Linked DNA regions of Mus musculus: region 1 is linked to region 2. A link is a contact called in public HiChIP or PLAC-seq data. All regions are on one chromosome and are shown on one strand. Each heading gives the region's core, a stretch centred on a gene start, on an enhancer-like site or on the middle of the called end of the contact. The rest is flanking DNA. Distances are from core to core; before and after follow the strand shown. Region 1 holds the start of Ccdc71l (coiled-coil domain containing 71 like). Region 2 overlaps Prkar2b (protein kinase, cAMP dependent regulatory, type II beta).

Region 1 (5,902 bases), core at 2,064-4,563, 360 kb before region 2:
TTATAATAGACTCATCAGCTACATTAGATGTGTCTTCATATGTTCAAAGCTGCAACATGGGTTTTGCTGCAGAAAAACTTGGCAAAATAAAGGTTATATTTTTGAGCCGTATCAAACTCCGCATTGGAAACCAAATCCAAACTTTAGTCAGTTGGAACGATAAGCCAAAGAAGCATTTATGCATACCATCAACTGCACTAAAGTACCAAGGCATGAGAGAAACAAATGTCAAAAATCTCAGTAAAAATAAATGCATGGTGTAACTGGTTACCTGTCCATTGTGGCCCCGAGGTAAATTTTACCCTCAGCCATGTCTAATTTCAGAATCTTCTGGGAAGTATCTAGATAAATCCCATGTTGAAATTACATTCTAATATGGCCATTGAATTTATTTCTTGTTATAAAACTATATACACGTGAAGTGGTACAAATGCATTTTCATCAGGTGCTAGTTAGCTATAAAAGTTAACAATATATTTTCTGGGAAGAAAATCCCATGTCTCTGAAATACATTTGGCAATGGAAGCTAATAACCAAACTGTCTTAGCTTCCCATGACACAGCTCTAACACTCTCCCTCTCATGGTGACCCACCTTTCATGTACTCAAGTAACAGTATTTGTAACAATGTATTATCAATGAGTGGTGAATAAAAGACCGAGGCTTGTGGGAAACTGGCATAAAGTCATATATGTATATATATATATATATGTGTGTGTGTGTGTGTGTGGTTTTTTACAAAACAAAAACACTAAAATTAAACTCACAGCTCTTTTCATGAACTATTAAAAACTTAAAATACTTAATTCAGAAAGCTATGCCGTTGAATTCTAGAAACACAAGAGTCAAAACTGCAACTGTCATTATTCTCAGAAACTGCCAAGCAGAGATAAACCTTAGTGCTGAGTGCTTAATAAGTTCCAGCCCTGTAGGAATGTCCCATGGCAGAACACTTAAATCTGAAATAACAGTGGTAGAAAAAACACTATTTGACCCTTTAGGTATTGCAGAAAAAGCTGGCTGTGGCACCACTGGCTAAAAACCCACCAAGTCTTGCCGCCACCAATGACCAAAGGCACTTGGATAATCAAGAACTCCACTCTGGGCCATATGGTATACACGCTATTATAAAAGTGGACAAGTACAAGAAGGGTCAGTACTGTGTGGCTCCATGTTTTGATTCCTGTGGCCTTCAGCTATCAAAGATTGCAAACACAATGATGAATGGGAAGAAGAGAAAAAGAAAACTCATAGGACAAACTGTCAACCAATTGTCATGGTTTTCAGAAATACAATGAGTATTAGCTTAGGCATTTCTTGTTATTCAACAACAAAGAATTAAGATCTACTTTTCTGCCAAATAACGTTGACCAGTTATATGGTACCAAGAAATGCCCCTGCCCCTCCCTATAGATCATTCACAATTCTGGGAATTCTAAAGGGTATTCTGTTTATCTGTTTATTCACAATGTCCACACGTATTGATCTCTCCTAAGCAACTTCCATCTTAATTCTCTTCCCATTAACAATCCTGAATATTATGTTACACCAGGAAGCGAGGTCAAACACCTCCAACTGGATTCCAGTCATTCTTGTAGCCAACATCTTCTTCAAAATTTATTCAATTTTTATCACAAGCCATGTGGTTCAAAACACTTCAATTTTATTCAATTTAAATGAATAGAGTAAGTCAACTTTTTCTTAAACAAAACTTTTAAAGAATATTCTACCATTTTACTTAGGAGCTCAGTAAATATAAACTTTCAATATAAAACTTTATATATAAACACCTTAACCTTTTATTTTAAAGTTGTACTTTGCATCTCTTGTTAATCACTGAGCTCATGAAATTCAAAGCCATACAAATCCTTACATTAACAGTCATAAGCTTGAAACTCTTAAAAGACGACCTTGATCAAAGCTTTGGAATCCAGTAAAAATTAGAAAACGAGTGGCCTTCAGAATACCCTGAGCGTACACCAGCACTTCACCAGGAAACATAGTCGATCTTCTGTCCAGAAAGTGGGGCTGACAGTCAAAAAGAAAACAGAAGGGGAATCAGGAGCAAGTAAAATTCTGGCTGTATTACACAAGCACGAAAACAAAATTCCTTTGGAGAAAAAAATTTGTAAGTCTTCGGAGGTCTTCCAGACCGGTGAGGTAGAGTCCGAGAGGGAGAAAACGCACGTGTCCCTCCAGGTTCTGGAGACGTCTCCATCCGGGTTGGGAAGCAAAGGGACTTCTGTCGCGGGTCCGGCCGTCCCGTCTGGCCGCGGGCGTGGGGGCCGCACCTGTCCCGATCCTGGACCGCGGCGCCGCACCGCATCCAGGGGCCTAGTTCGCGCATAAAGTGCACCAAAGGGGGCCGGTTCTGTAAACATTCGACTGACATTGACATAAGTCCGTTCCAGCGCGCGGAAGCTTCCCCGGGCGGCGGCCGGCAGGAGGCGCCGCAGCGCGCATCACAGCCGGTGCACCGGGAAGCGGCGCAGCCTCACCACCGGGTCCAGGTCCACTCGCAGCACTTGGCTCGCCCTGCGCCGCGCCACCGCCAGGCTGCGCTCGCCCCACACGTCGTCGCCGACGCGGATGGTCGGGAAGCTGGTCAGCGTCGGGGTGGCCGCCCTCCAGATCTCCTCCAGGGTGCGGCCCCCGAAGCTGGATGCGGGAGGCCCGGGCTCCGCGGCCGCAGCGGCGGGGCGCGGCCTACGGGTGTCCGCGGCAGCCCGAGCTCCACGGCGCCTCCTCCTGGGCGTTGCGCGCGGGCGCGGCCGGCGCGCGGGGCGGCTGTCGGGCGCCGGGGGGTCGGGCACCAGTGCCCGGCACGAGGAGTAGCCGTAGACGTCCTTGCTGCGCAGGATGTGCGGGGAGAACTGGTGCTTGAGGCTGCAGAGGAAGCTCCAGAGCTCCGCTTCCGAGCTCATGAACTCCGTGCTGCTGGGCATGAAGAGCTTGAAGGCGTCGCCCAGCGCCTCCGTGCTTCCGGCCAGCGACAGTTGCGACCGCGAGTACACCACCTTCTCCTCCAGCGCCTCCAGCCCGGCCCCTCCTTCCGCTCCGTAGCCGCCGCCCCAGGCAGCCCGGGGCCGGCGCCGCCGCCTCTTCACGCCGCGTCGCATCAGAGGCCGCTCGGGACCGCCCGCCGTCCCTGTCCGCGCCCGGCTCGGCGGCGCTCGCCTGTGCTGGCGCCTTCCGCCCGGCGCTGCTAGCCTGTGCTGGCGCCTTCCGCCCGGCGCCGCTCGCTACTTTTCTCGCCTCGCCGCCCCTCCCCCTCGGGGCGGAGGACGCGCTGGTTGTCCTGTGGCCGGGCTAAAGATGGCGGCAGCGGCGGGCGCCCACCCCGGGGCTTTGTCATTGGACGGCGCCCGCCCCCTCCCCTGGCTTCTCTTTCTTCTCTTCTCTTGCCTCCTTTCGCCCTCAGCCTTTCTTTAAATGGGCCCGCCTTAGTCCCCGCCTCCCACGGCCTCAGCTCCTCCCATTGGGTGCTCTCCGAGTGAGGGGCGGGGACTGATGGGGGAGAGGCCAGTTCGTGGAACATGGTGGCTGTGGTGGGTGATGGTGAGGCCCTGGAAGGCCAGTCAACCATTGGGTGGATCCATGAGGGTTGCCCTGTCAAGAGAAGGAAGTGGGTGGGTGTGAGTGCCATGTTTGGGGGTGTCGTGGGTGATTGTGTTCAGCTGTGGGTTGAGCTGGGGAAGTCTACCAGTCTGAATAATGAGAGAGAACCCCAAGACTTGATAGTATAACAGCTGAGAGAGTTGGGTATAAACTAGAAGGGATGGGCATTTCATGAATCCCTTCTAAAGTCTCAAATCCTGCTTTGGCATCTTCATATGCTTTGCCTCTCTTGACCCCATCTTTTAAGAAAACTAAAAGTTCAGGCATTGATGACAGCTTCCTTCTGGGCAATGGAACCATCTTGGCACATTTAGGAGGTACAGGTCACTGGGAAAGAAAAGAGTTAATACTGTATGAACTAAAAAGTCTGCTCAAGTTGGACAAACAGCAATGGCAGCAAAGCTGTTCTGCTGAAAGAAAACATTTTTTTTAAATCAGAGTGCTATTCCACATTTCAGTTGGTATTAAATTGCCATTCGCAGCACCATCTCTATCCTTGATGTAGTATTCCACGTAATCAATAAGATTCTTTGAGAAGAATACATCCTTAAGAATGAATCACCTTTTGTATTTGGGAAGACAGTAGTAGACATCCTTTTTGTCAATTCCTCTATTCACTCTCAACTCGCTGCCTATTCACATAATAGGCGTTGAATGCATACCAAATGGATGTATGAAATAGCACTGCCTGTTTGAAATGGAGTGCAGCACTGAAATTGCTTAGAACAAGGTAATTATATATTTTGCATTTATATTGCAATTTTCTTTGAAGTCCTTTAAACTTCATTATTCCCCTTGCTGGGGATAGAACCCAGAGCTTCACACATATGAAGACTGCACCCTACTAGTGATCTATACCCTCCAGCCCCTAAGATTTCTGTAAAATAAGGTTTTTTTTTTTTAAATCTATGTCCTGGTGCTAGAATTTTCTTCAGTAAGTATCTTATTTTGCAGCACACAATGAATGCAATGCCAAATTTTTGTGATCTGCATACAGTTAAAATAGTTCCTTTAAATATTTGAGCTGAGACACACCTGGTTCAGTCTTCTTGTCGCACAGATGAGGGCAGTTTAGACCCACAGGAGTTTATTAAGACAGCTTGCTAACAGCAGGGTTGCTGCTATAGAGCTTTATGTCCCTAATCTAGAGATCTTTATATTTCACTGCTGGTTCTTCCACACTGTGTTGTGCTAACTAAATAGAAATGCTTTATGCATGTTCAGTGGCATGACCAAAAGACATAGCTGTATACCCCTGATCGTACTTCTCACCCACAACTAGGAAATTTTAATCTGTCCTGTACTGGACACGGATAATATTTTGTTTGAACCATATAACATTTTATTTAGTTTTAATAAAAGCTAAAAAAAAAAAAAGAATAAAAGAGAGAAACTTGCTTTCCTATACTAAAGTGCACACTCTACACAGTAGGCTGATGGCAAAAATAAAAACGGTGACCATGAATCAGTTTTCCATGTACCAAAATGATGGCAGCCTTATAAAGAGAAAATCGTTTTCCTAGAAAAGCATACTTCCTCTCAGAACAAGATTACATAGACAATCACTAGCTTCCTGTCTCCTCATGAAGGAATTACGTTGCAACCACTGTATTCATAGCTAGTTCTCTTGGTAATTCTGAGAACACATAATGTGAAATTTGAATAATTTCTGTCAGAATACAATAGAATATCAATTTCTGTGTAGATGGACCCAGGCAATCTCACCGTAAGCTAGAAGACTATGGAGGGAGGGCTTCATCATGAGAGAAAAGAATAAATTAGAACACAGTCTAAGTTCACATGTTGCCATGCTCACCCTTCCATGTTAACTATAAACTCTTTGGATCTTGCCACATAAATATGTACCATGCATCTACATTACGAATTAATCTGAGCCAAATAAAGTCACTAGAGACTTTGACAAAAAATACTTTCTACCTTTAATATCTTCGGTTTAATATCTCTCTTCTTTAAAATTGCATCTTGAATGGTGGCCAAAATAATAAAAAATACATATGTAAACTCATATATGTGTATGTGTGTGTGTGTGTGTTCATTATATCTATGTATGTATATAATGTATACACATGTGTATGTATAATATATTACAAAATATATGTGTGTACATTACATGTGTATATATGTATATATGCATATATGTATATATACGGTGTACATATATACATTAGCTCTGCAATAAAATAGACTTAGCACCAAATATATCTTTACAATTAAGAATTCTTAGATGCTGCTTTTTACCTTTCAGCATACATTTTCTCATCTAT
Region 2 (6,570 bases), core at 613-3,112:
TTTGATAGCACAAATTCTATTGTGTTTGATTTCATTTTAAACTGTGAATATAACAGAAAAGTGGAATAAATACCCACCCCTTCATTTCCATAAATCATGTTTGTATGAAGTGAGAACGTGACCATTCCAAGGTATGGTGGAGGGGGAGTTTTTTGTTGTAGATGTGAGGCAGAGCACAGCCAGAGGCATCGGGAAGAGTCCAGAGCCGGAAGAGAAAGTAAGAGGCTAAATGTGGCCAGAAGATTGGACCAGACCATGAGGGGGGTGGGGTGCAGGGAGTGAGAGGACAAAGAGAGAAGAGCAAGAGAGTGCAAAGACAGCCTGTCTGAAATGGGGGGTTCTGTGGAAAGGACAAGCTGGGGGAAGGGAAACCCCTGGGCTGGAAAAGGTTAGGGTAGGAGGCCGAATTAGGAGAGTTAGGATAGCAACATGAGCTCTCTAACCGGTATTTAGGATGCTTTGGTAGCTAGTAGGCACCAGGGATAGCATTGTGTCCCTTTTGGACCTGACAAGGTCTAAGGACTCAAATGTATTCTATCCTCTTACTTCTGCTTTTTTTTTTTTTAAATCTTGAAAACACTATTATAGTGTGGCATGAGGGAAGGATAATTTATAATGAAAACATAAATACATGGGTTCCATGCTTTGAGCCCACTCTGTATACAGACTTATAATATAACTAAAGCCTGGCATTCCAGCTGGACATGGTAGTGCACACCTTTAGTCCCATCACTCCTGAAACAGACAGGCTGTGTCTGAGTTCAAAGCCAGCCTGGTCTACAAAGCGAGTTCCAGGACAGCTAGGGCTACCCAGAGAAACCCTGTCTCAAAAACTAAACAAAAGAAAACAAACAAAACCAGCGCAGCATTCCACAGGGAAATACTTCAAGTACGTAATAGTTAAATCACTTACTGGGTGTTAACTTGAGACAAGAACTTTCCTAAGTGGCTTTGTGTTATTGATTTACGTGGATTTGTGTTGTTGTGTTATTGATTATTCTTTAAAGAAACTCTGTATACCAGGCACTTTTCTAGTATTAAAGATAAACAGAGTCACTGGCCAGTTCTTTGCCTTGGTTACCTAGCAACCAGTGGCAGGGACAAGACTGAGAGTCAGACTTACTGTTGACACAGTTTTGCACTGTATACCAAAGTCCTGTCAACACTGGATATTCCCAAGGGCGGCTCCTTACTTTATAGATGAGACTCTAATTCATATTGGTTAGTAGTGTGCAAACATTGCTGAGATCCCAGGATGGAGGAGGGTACAGAGGCCAGTTGCGGTTCTGAGGTCTGGCTGCTTGTCTCCTTCAAAACAAACCAGAACAGGGAAAATCTTGGTGAATCGGAGTGATTTCTCTTCCATGTGGCTGCCACTGGGAAGGTAGATCTGAGAGTTGTCTTCAGGGATGGTGGAAAAAGCTCACTCCTCAGGAGGAAAGGAGAAAATGCAGGGCAGGAAACACATAGCTGAGCAGTCTTGGTCACACTGTGGTCTGATTGATCATTATCAGCAATTAGAACATTCCTGTCACTGGATGTGGTGGGGTGACAGCACCAGTAGCACTCAGGAGATGGAAGAAGGAGAGAGTCCTAAGTTTGGAGCCAGTGTGACCTATTGGCCGATTCAGTAAGACCTTCTTGTCTTGGGGGTGAAAGAAAACAAAATAGAAACTTGCTGTTGTATGGAGTCGTTTTGATTCTTGCCCAGGACACTTGCAGATCGGGTGAGTGCAGGGGGACTGCAGGAAGACATGACTTGCAGAAAAGGATGCACCCGGAAGGCAAGATAGAGTTAGTGAGGCCGCTAGGCTTAGGATGGTGACTTGAAGGCACTGCTCTATGGTCTGGAGCACAGGATGTTGTGAAAGTTGGCAGTTGACAGTCTGTCAGTAGTGGGTGGGGAGACACACTTCCCTTAGTAGCCTGAAGAGCTCCCTAGCAGGGAGTAAAACTGGCTCCCTGACTGTTGTCACAGAGATCATTACGGATGAGTCAGAGTGACTTGGAAGTTGGCAAAGTTACTCAAACACAAGCTCCCGTGGGGAGGGACAGGACTGATGGGTGGCCTCATCAGCTGTGGAAAAGGACAGTTCACACCGGACGCATGGATGTCAGTGCTCCTTGAGAGAGCCCTGATTAGATGTCTCGGTAGTCGCTGTGCACATAATTCTGTGTCTCTCTGGTTTATATTGCTCAAGGGGTGCCATTTATGACAAAGTAAAGTTTAAATAGTATGTAAAAATAAATGGCTGTTTTCCTTATTTCTCTTATCTGAAAGATAAACATGGAATTATAAGATGGTTTCATGAGGTGTGTTGTTTAGACTTAGGGATGAAAGGAGTACTGGCCACAAACATCCTGGCCCTGTGTAAATAAGGTTCTCTGTTTTTAACATCCTTGTTTGAGCCGTCTTTGGGAAAACAAGCACCAATTTTATGGGCAGTTTAGATTTTATCAGTTGTATTGAAGTCTCTTTACCTAGCCAGCAGGAAAGACAAGGTAGATAGATCCTGTTAGGCTTTAGAAAGGGGCCAGGGAAGAGGCTAGGATGAATGTCTTTTAACTTGATTAACTCTATAGCAAGTGGTGTGGTTCAGTGTGTGTTGAGCGTGAGTGTGTGTGTGTGTGTGCACACGTGCACGCAAATTCGAGTGCATGCTCTCACACGCGTGCATGTCTCTCACTTAGTCTGTCTTATGCTCTACAAGCAGGAGAAGCTTCAGTCTCTCCAGAACGTAGAGCCTGGCTACCTGCAAACCATAAGAAGCCCCAGAAAAAGGTTCCGATTAGCTCAGTCATCAGGGGTTAGGGTTGCCTCATTTGTCTTAGGGTTCATTATAGCCTGGGTGGGCCTAGAAATTCTTGACTGTATCTGTGGCTAACTTTGGTTGACCCAGCTAGGATTATTAGACTCATGTCTGCTAGCTGCTTCTTAGGTTAAAGTGGCTGCCTCGAAGAAGCCCTCTGTCAATCGGTCTTTGCCACTGTCTTAAACACTTAAAATGAGAGACACTGGCCAATCCAGAGCTCCTGGTATCTAGATGCTTGCTCCACCTGTTTCACCACTTGCCGATGTGGCGGCAGGTGGCCCATTTGGATGTGTGTCCTTTTCTGTTGAGAAACACTGTTATTTATAGTAGAATATTGCTTCGTGAAGAATGACAAGAAATAACAGTATGGCACAGATGTCACTGTTCTTTAAAAGAATAGGCCCATTATCTTGCCTATCAGTTCACCCAACTGCTGACGGAAGAGTTTGCAGAGAAGAAATAATACTTTACTTTATGTCAGTGGCTTTAAAGAGATACAGTTGGGGTGCAAGGTCAGCCTCTTGTCTTAAAAGCCCCCCCTTTTTTGCATTTGTTTAGCTGTTTTAAAAAAGACTTTCTTTCATTCTCTCTCTCTCTCTCTCTCTCTCTCTCTCTCTCTCTCTCTCTCTCTGCACACTATGTGTGTACAGGTACACTCAGAGGTCAGAACAGGCCGTCATAGCTCTTACAATTGGAGTTGTAGGCAGGTACAAGCTGCCTGTTGTGAGTGCTAAGATGAAACCTAGGTCCTCTGGAAAAGCGGCACACACTGTTAACTACTGAGCCATCTCTCCAGCCCCCTTAGACTGTATTTGTAATGTTATTTTCTTAATCAAACAACCACTTGGTTTTTTCACAATATACAAAATAAAATAATTATACTTTAAAATTAGATGGGGGGTGGTTTTTTTTTCTTTTAGTTGAAAGCACCTCCCACTTTGTAAGAGGACTGTTGCTTCCTGCAAAGAAAGGTAATTGTGTGGAATGATTATATTTTCATAATTACAAAAACAGTGCTTTATAATCTTATTGGTTATTCTGCTGTCATTCTAGTTAAATGAACAATCATTTAGTATTTATTGCTTACAAGATGCTGTTAGCTGCATGGGGTTTCTAAACTGTTATGTTAAGGAAGGTGAAGCTTAGGGGTCCACCTACATAGTGTGAACAGGAACCAGGTACACACTCAGTGTGTCTGTGTTCTACCATGGGCGAGGGAGCCAGGAACCTGCCATCCCTGTAGGCTTGCTGGCCCGCTCTCGAGTGCAGCTGTTCTAGGCTTTAAAGGCACTGACTTGAATGCTAGGGGATTTCCCTACTTCTTGCTTGAGGTTGCTCTCTCCATATGGTATGGGATACAACCTGCCACAGGCCCATGAGTCACGGCAGTAACCACTGCCAGAAGGAGCCGCACCTCCTCTTCTGCAAGCTTTTAGAGGGAGGCAGTGGTGACTGCTCCTGGGGGAACGGCAGTCAGGGATGTGATGGATGGGCTTTGAGAACCTGTGTATCTGACTCCATCCATGGATCCCTGTGGGATTTATGAGGATAATGCTGATTAGTAACACTTTCCTGTGTGTGTTGTGTTTAGGATTCATGCCCTGTGTAAAATGAGATATGCATACAGTGCCTTCTGTTTCTATGCAGGAGGCGGATGTAATTCGAACTGATTGTTTCTTTAGTGGAAAGTGAGTGTCAGGGCTTATGTGGCATTTGGTTATAGCTTTGATGGAAAAGCAGGGTTTCAGTCGGCAGGAGTACATTGTAAAGAAGTGACTTTCCCCGGTATGTGAACCATGTAAGACGACTTTGTGGTTCAGGAAGAAGTGATCTAACTAAATGTCAAGTACATAGACTCTCATATGGACTACTGAGAGGAGTATCCCACGTGAGAGCTGGGTCCAGGCCAGCGGAGAGGAGCCTGGGAGAGCAGTGCCAAGAGTTTGGGTGTTTTCTTTGTTGTGTTTTTAGTTTTGTAACTAATTCATCAATCTATTTACTGAATAATTTCGTCTTAAGACAGAGTTTTGATCTGTCACCCACACTGGCCTTGAACTTATCATGTAGCCCAGGCTAGCCTTTAATTCAGCCGTTTTGCCTCAACCACCTGAGACCTGCAACTGTATGTGTATGTGACCCTAACTGCTGGAGCTTGGATTTTATTCTGAATGAGAGGAACCATTAGAAACGTGTTGTTTGTTTGGAGTTTTGCTTGTTTGTGTCAGATAATGAATTTAGCAAATGATTCAACCCCTGGACAACAGGACTAGAATGTTAAAGTTTCGAACCAGGTCCTGTAGTGCCTGCTACTCATCTGGATACTGTGCAGGAAGCAGCTTTGAGGAGCCCATCTCTCACAGGTGCAGCTGTGTGTAGGGATCCAGTTGTCTTACAGAAGTGCGCGTGGACCTGGAAACGCCAAAGGACAGACATCCTGAGTCCACTCAGTGTTTCCTGAACCCGTGCTGCTTACGTTAGAAACCCGCAGCTTCGACATTCTAATCATTATTTTTGAGATCTTTTAAAGAAATTAAGAGACGAGGAAATGTACTTACGGAGTCTTACATTTATCCAAATACATGTCATTTAAAGACATTGAAACTTTTAATTTAAAAAGATTTTCTTGGATGGCTTTTGAGAGAGTGTGTGGGTGTGTGTGGAGGCCATTGACCAACTTCAAATGCATTTGTTTTGAGATAAGGTCTCTTTCTGGGGTTTGGGGCTCAGCAGTGACATTAGCAGGGGTCTTCCATAAGCATTATATAAGCCACCATGCCTAGCTTCTCATATGGATTGTGGGGCAAGAACTCGGGTCTTCATGCTTGTATGACACACACTTTACTAGTCCATAGCACCCTCCAGCCCTGAGATAGGGTCTCTGTAGGCCAGGTGAGTGTTGAACTTGCTAGATAACTGAGAATGACCTTGAACTTGAAATTCTGTGACTCCATTTGCCAAGTGAGGAGATTTCAGGTGTGTGCCACTACCCCTGGCCACTACCTCTAGTGTAGTACTGGAGATTGAACCCAATGCCTTATGTGTACTTAGTCTAATTACCATCTAAATCTACATCTCAGGTCAATTTTCATTATTTTTTGCAAAACAAAATTTAATGGTTTAAGCATTATCAGGTGTTTGGTTGTGCGGCATCAAGTCTTCACATTGATGTCCACTGGTCAACACCATCTGCCCACAGAGTTTTACGCCTTAGCTGTAACTGTCTGCATGAAACATTGAACTCCTTCTTCAGTCCCTTTTCCTGTAGCCACTGGCAACCACCATGCTCCGTTCTGTCTGGCTCTGTGAAGGTGAGTACTCCAGATGTCTGACTGGCTACACTTAGTCCTGCGGTAACCGATTCATTTCACTTAGCGTGATGCCTTTAAGGGTCATCCACGTTATAACACATGTTAAAAATTAAGTACATTCCATTCTGTGTATATTCTGTATTTTGTTTATACGTCAGTTTCCTGGTTGACATAAATCTGCATTTTGATTATTATGCTATTATGAAAACGGATGTACAAATATCTGAGTCTCCACTTTCAGTTCTTTAGAGTGTATTCCCCGGAGGGATTTACTGGAACATATGGTAATTAAAAATGGTTTTTTGAGCAATTGTTTATTAGTTTCTCTTCTCTTGATGTGATAAAATGTCCTGAAGAAAACAACTTGAGAAAGGCTTTATTTTTGTCCTATGGTTCCAGAAGAGATATAGTTTTGTCATAGCAGGAAAGGCATGGTGGCAGCAGGAGGC

Evidence for each region. HiChIP or PLAC-seq counts read pairs in DNA pulled down with a chosen protein or histone mark.
Region 1: a contact with region 2 is called in an HNF4G HiChIP or PLAC-seq map of pancreatic cancer cells. The contact joins the promoter of Ccdc71l here to the enhancer-like site in region 2. A contact is called at or near these places in 3 of 115 datasets of contacts at active chromatin or transcription factors (large pre-B cells, memory CD8 T cells and pancreatic cancer cells) and 2 of 9 other capture datasets (adipose tissue and liver).

Annotation. Positions count from the first base shown.
Region 1 is chr12:32,376,200-32,382,101 of GRCm38.p6, reverse strand. It overlaps Ccdc71l (coiled-coil domain containing 71 like), which reads right to left and starts at 3,313. Exons shown (of 1, transcript NM_001162903.1): 1 at 1-3,313. The coding sequence starts at 3,118. The coding sequence ends at 2,462.
Region 2 is chr12:32,013,158-32,019,727 of GRCm38.p6, reverse strand. All of the region lies in intron 2 of Prkar2b (protein kinase, cAMP dependent regulatory, type II beta), which reads left to right. Among named protein-coding and RNA genes, the nearest start is that of Prkar2b, 45 kb to the left of the region's middle. Within about 2 kb of position 1,862, at least 159 of the 459 cell types and tissues checked have an H3K27ac peak or open chromatin away from gene starts, as enhancers often do. A contact at or near this core is called in adipose tissue, memory CD8 T cells and pancreatic cancer cells, where this site is marked.